Regions from separate parts of the Gossypium hirsutum genome. Here region 2 is linked to region 1. A link is a contact called in public Hi-C data. All regions are on one chromosome and are shown on one strand. The core of a region is the stretch at or near the end of the contact, and the rest is flanking DNA. Distances in the headings are between cores, read along the strand shown. Region 1 holds the start of LOC107900956 (probable serine/threonine-protein kinase WNK10). Region 2 holds the start of LOC107900952 (probable alkaline/neutral invertase F).

Region 1 (2,879 bases), core at 208-2,707:
GGGTGACCATGATTACAAGGACCTAAAATATTTTTTTAATTTAACCCGAACAAATATATTCAATTCGAATTTCATCTCACTCGACTCGATTCGAAAAAATTTCAAATGGAGTTAGGATGATAAAATAGGATTCGTCAACTCGATTAACTCAAAAAAATTTTCATTCGATTCGATTCGATTTGATTGAACGCTCACCCCTCATTGATAGTATATTTTTTTTCATAAATAATCTTAAAAAATATCATGTATCTTTTTCTCATATATTTATTTTTTTCAAATATTTTACTATACCTTACAAGACATTTGTCATCACATTAGTCTTGCTTTTAGAGTCTAAAAAATCCATTGGCAATATAATAAATACTTTCTTTTTCTTAATGTTTTATACTCTAATGGCATAATGACTTATTTGGCCTTCCAATTTTACAAAAAAAAAATCATTTTAGCCATTAATTTAATTGTTCGCCTCTTTTAGTTTTTTAGTTTTTGAACATGTGTTATTTGTCAAATCACTCCAAAATTGATGGAAAATTTAACGTTTCTTAATCTTATTTAGGGGTGTTCAATCGGTTAACCGATCCGAACTACCATTAACCAAATTAACTAACCTTCTTAAACCCATAACTGTTAACTGAACCGAAATTTTTCAAAAAAAATTAACCGAACTGAACTTTTTTGGTTAATTCGATCGGTTAACCAAACCGAAATTTATATTTTTTTATTTTTTGGTTAAAACAAGTATAAAATATATATATATAATTAACCGAATTAACCAAATTTAATAGATGTAAAATGTATATAAAAATATAAATTTTCGATTAATTAATCGATTTCGAATTGAATTAACCGTTAACCGAAGTTCTAAAAAATTATTAACTGAACCCGATCGAATTAATTTGGTTTTACGCGAAATTTGCACACTCTTAATTTTGTTGATATGGCATTCACATGTATGTCACTTCAACAATTAATTAATCATAAAAATATTAAAAATAAAAATTATTTTTTAAATTTTTATAAAAATAATTAATTATTGATGTGATATTCACATGGATTGTTATGTAGATACAATATTAACAAAGTAAGCAAATATTAATTTTTCATTCATTTGGACAAATCATATAAATTCAAATGCTAAAAAAATTAAATGAAGACTAAATTGATTTTTTTAAAGTTGGTCAAATAATTTATTAAGCACAGTATAATCTAAAATTCTCAATCTTATAGAGACCACCATTCATACCCACGGGCCACAGTCAACGGCCCACGAACGTTTAAAATAGATCGCTTTTAGAACGGTGCGGTGCTATCACAAGTCAAACTCGAAGCCGTTGCAGTTACCCATTAAAGAGAAAAACCAAACAAAAAAAAAAATAGAATAAGCGGCGCGGCGAAACGTCAACTTTGGTCACTTTTGATAATAAAAATTGAAGTAATAACGGCGTTAGACCAGACAAAGAAAAAAGATATCTTGAAGCTTTCCGTAGAAATTTAAACCCCTACAAGTGTTTGGTCAAAGCTTCATTTTCGGATATTTTCAGAATCTCATAATTCATAACAAGTCTTTAATGTCTCAACGGCTTTTCTTTTTCCCCTTTTAGCAACAATCAATCCCCATTTCTTTACTTTTTCTTTTCTTTTCCTTCCACATCTGTCTGGAAAAAAAAAGGAACAAATTGCTTTGGTTTCGGCTTCTTTATTTTTATTGTTGGAAGAGAATTTGTCTTGACATTTGAAAAAAAAGGAAATGGAATTGGAGAAGATGGGTTTGGTGTAAAGAAATGAGGGGATTGCTGCACAAGGTACTTGGGGTTATGAATTGTAAACGCGGTTCATTGCCTCGAAACGACGTCGTTGTTGCCCTAATCGAATGCCGGTTCCGCCCTCGGTCGGCATTCGATTCTTTCTGCATTGCCTCTGAAACCTTCTCTGACCATCATCACCGCCACCACTACCACCACCATCAACAACAACAACGTTGTCGTTACCTTCCTTCTTACACTTTTTTAAGGGGAAAAAAGTGAATCCTTTTGAAAATTTTGGAAAACATAAATTGTCTTTATTTTTTTTTTCTGGTAGCTATTTGGTTCTTAGCAGTAATGGATTCTGGGTTAGGTTTGGAAATGCCAGCCAATAATGGAATGCATTATACTTCTGAAGTAGAACCAGGTTTCGTAGAAAGAGACCCAACGGGTCGTTACATTCGGGTATGGGTCTATTTTTTTACCATTTTCTATTGTATTCACAAATGTAGTACTTTCTCTCTCTCTCTCTGTCTCTCTCTCTTTCTCTCTCTTTTAATATAAAATGTTTCATATTTGAGACAAGCTAGCAGGATATCTAATGTTTCATTTTTATTTTTGTATTACAGTTTGATGAAGTGTTGGGCAAGGGTGCATTTAAGACAGTGTATGGTTCTTTAATCTCCTCCGGTCTTGCCAACAATATGGATGGTGTTTGAATGATTGTTTAGTGTTTAACCTCAGGCTTTTTTGTTTACAATGCTGCTGCAGTTATAGGGCCTTCGATGAAGTTGAAGGAATAGAAGTCGCTTGGAACCAAGTAAGGATCGACGATGTATTGCGGACACCGGAAGATTTGGAAAAACTGTACTCCGAAGTTCATCTCTTGAGATCGTTGAAGAATGAAAACATCATCAAGTTGCACAATTCATGGGTGGATGACAAGAAGAAAACTGTTAACATGATTACTGAACTATTCACATCCGGGAGTCTCAGGATGTATGCATCCTTTTAGCTGCATCCTTTTAGCTCCAATTCTTTCTGGTTAATTCCTGTTATGTATGAAGTAAATTTATGTCTTTTTTGCTGTCAGATATCGGAAGAAGCATAAACACGTTGATACAAAGGCGATAAAGA
Region 2 (3,032 bases), core at 33-2,532, 260 kb before region 1:
CCAATGAGCATACCACCCATTAAATCAAAAAGAAAACTTAAACGAACCAACCATGAATAGAAACACCATCTGCCAATGCATTATTAAGGGTACAAATGAATTTCAATAGCCTCACAAGACACCATATATTCCCAAGTCGTAGGGCCAATAATTGTATCCTCCATAAAAGTACAAGACAATTTTTGGGTACGTTCCCTATAACTTACCACCCATTTTTTTTACAACAACTACTACCTACAGGGGTGGCCTACAAATAGTCTCGAGGCATGGTCACTTTCTAACCTATCTCTCGACTAGGAGGGGGACTATTGTTATATCCCCCAATTTGGACCTGGTTGGACCCTCCATTAGGCCCTTACCCCTCCTATAAGTACCCCAAGATACCACTTAGTAAAGGGATTCCTCTCCACTCAAAACCCTAATTCACTAAGCAATAATCCTGACTCTCTCTACCTGTCCAACTTTTGACCTTAAAATGGGTGAACTGACCTCTTTCGATTCTATCCCTCATTTTTATCAATTTCCATTCATACCATGCATTAATAGACACATGAAGAGCTATTTTATAACTTCTATAGAGATGAGGTTCCAGTCAAATCTGTGATGCACAAGTGTGTAGTGCACTTCGTTTCCAGACATAAGCAACATTCAAACTGTAAACAACATCTAAGGTGACTAAGGGTGAGTTTGGATGGGCGATTGGGTGCGGTGCGGTGCGTTTAGCTTACTTTTTCTCTCACGCTACAGTATCGCTACAGTATCTAATCTCACCTCCACCGCTGTTTTTACACTAACCGCAGGTCAACGCACCGCCCATCCAAACCCACCCTAAAGTTCATGGGTTTCAAATTTTATTTTATTCTTTTTTTATAAAATTTTAATTATTTTCTACAATTTTAGGAATTTTTAAATGCAATTTTATAAAATCTTATACTTTCATCGAAAAATAATTTTTTAATAAATTTATTTTTTAAAATTTTTATCTGTTTTAATTTTTTAGAAAATGGAAGAGTTTATGGGTTTGTTTGTGTTCCCTTTGGCGCCCAAAGCCAACGGCCTCCAAGGTCCCACGATAACTCCTCTCGCCACCAAAAACTGAAAGAAGTTCACAAACAATTTTGTTAATCTCTAAAACGCCCGTACATTATGAACTTCCAACTTGTCACCCAGGGCACGAAATGACGAGGGGCAATTTCGTAGATAAACTAAGTATTGAGACCTATTCTAAAACAACTTCCACACTTTAAAATTTTTTTTCCAGCCTCCAAAACGAACCACAATTCGGTACCCAATCGCTCACGCCCTTTAGGCTTCCATCTCTGATCCATTTTTGCATTATTTTCTTTGTCCGTATCTCACTATTCTCTCCAGCAGTTTCAGTTTCTACGAAACGAAGAGGAAGACCTGAGAAAGGTATATTGTGCAATTGTGCTGCTGATATTTGATTCTCTTCTTTAAGAATGTCAACTTTGAGAGCTCCGTGTGATCTTTTAGAAGATGTAAAGGAAGCAGAGGCGGTTCCTGCGCTTTATTTTACTCTTTCAGTCGGAGATAGTGAGAAAGGACTTGGAGATTCATCGGAAAAAGAGGTGAAATCGGCTGACTTTTTTATCGTTCTTAAACACGAAGGAGAGTGCACCGTGACGCCTATCGAAGAACAACCTTCGGAGACTACCACGGAGAAAGGAGCTGACGACGCGAGTGAGAAATCTTTTGATTTTATCATGTTTGAGAAGTCTAAAATTACCGAGAAATCCCTGTGTTCACAAAATGAAGAGGAAGAAGCTCTTGAATCTCCTGAGGAAGCTTCGCAAACTGAAAATGTAAAATGGACGGATAATGGAAAGACTTCTCTAGAATCAAACCAGCGAGAGAGTCCAAAAATATCAACAGAAATATTTCAAGACACAATCGGAAAAGAAGAGTCATCCAAATTGGAGGAAGAAAATGAATCGACTGACAAACTTGATAAGCCGATGAAGACGTTGAGAGTGCAGAGCAACGAGAACATATCCAAATCCAATAATGCAAACGTGGCGCAGATGTCACTGAAGCCGTCTCCTAGCGTAGGTTCGAGTCTCGAGAACTTGGAACTCGACAGTTTATTGCCTGCGGTCAGATCCGTCGATAGTCCTCTAGGGAGTACAGAAAACGGTGCGATGTTGGAAGAAGCGTGGGAGGGACTACAAAAATCTTACGTATATTACAAAGGCAAGCCAGTCGGTACGCTCGCTGCTATGGATCCTATCGCCGAGGCTTTGAATTACAATCAGGTATATTATGTTTAATTCTTTGTCTTCATTTTTGTTTTCTTTTGATTTTTCAAATCCTGATATCTCCCTTGTTTTGTTATATTATCATTTTCTTTTGTTTGGCTATTTTGCAATGAAGCTTCATTTGTCTTAGGTGTTTTCTCAACGGTCTTTCTTTAGCCTTCAAATCCATGCTTGTTAGAATCCATTTTATCTTCAGAATTTTGCTTACTGCTATTCGCTTTCGCTATAGCATTTTGAGGCATTTTCTGTTTTTGTGAATGGTGTTAAGGAGATTCCTGTTTTACATGCATGATAATCATCTATATCTATTTCTTACGCTTATTTTCCATCCATGATAATCATCTATATCTATATCTAATTCTTCGTCTTATTCTTTTACTTATATAACTTCGGTTCCTGTTATTTGATTTGCTATGAAAGTTCTTGTGCCTTTTAGTTCTGTGATCTTTTCGTCTTCACCTGGCAAATATGTGGTCTAATGTACACTTCTTGACTTGCCCTTCATATATCTGCACATTTCGTGGTAATGCCGGAGGAACTAATTAATTATTATATTATATTGTGAGTGGCATAAGTCGTTACGTCTTCAATTTTTATTTTAAAACAAACGAGGACGAGAGTTTTCCATACAGGTGAAGATTAACGATCTTTGTAGATGCCTTTGAGAGGAATTACCGTACGTCATTGTTACATAGCCACAGACTAAAAACATGCATGATTGCTTGATCAAATTCATAGTGCTGCTGTTTTTCTGAG

Evidence for each region. A called contact is a pair of places that touch in the nucleus more often than the background predicts.
Region 2: a Hi-C map of leaf shows a contact between it and region 1, with 4 times the contacts expected there. The contact joins the promoter of LOC107900952 here to the promoter of LOC107900956 in region 1. A contact is called at or near these places in 6 of 34 Hi-C or Micro-C datasets (callus and leaf).

Annotation. Positions count from the first base shown.
Region 1 is chrD08:48,885,934-48,888,812 of Gossypium_hirsutum_v2.1, reverse strand. LOC107900956 (probable serine/threonine-protein kinase WNK10) reads left to right here and starts at 1,457. Exons shown (of 7, transcript XM_016826758.2): 1 at 1,457-2,207; 2 at 2,372-2,409; 3 at 2,514-2,741; 4 at 2,836-2,879. The coding sequence starts at 2,100.
Region 2 is chrD08:49,147,560-49,150,591 of Gossypium_hirsutum_v2.1, reverse strand. LOC107900952 (probable alkaline/neutral invertase F) reads left to right here and starts at 1,282. Exons shown (of 5, transcript XR_005916764.1): 1 at 1,282-2,273.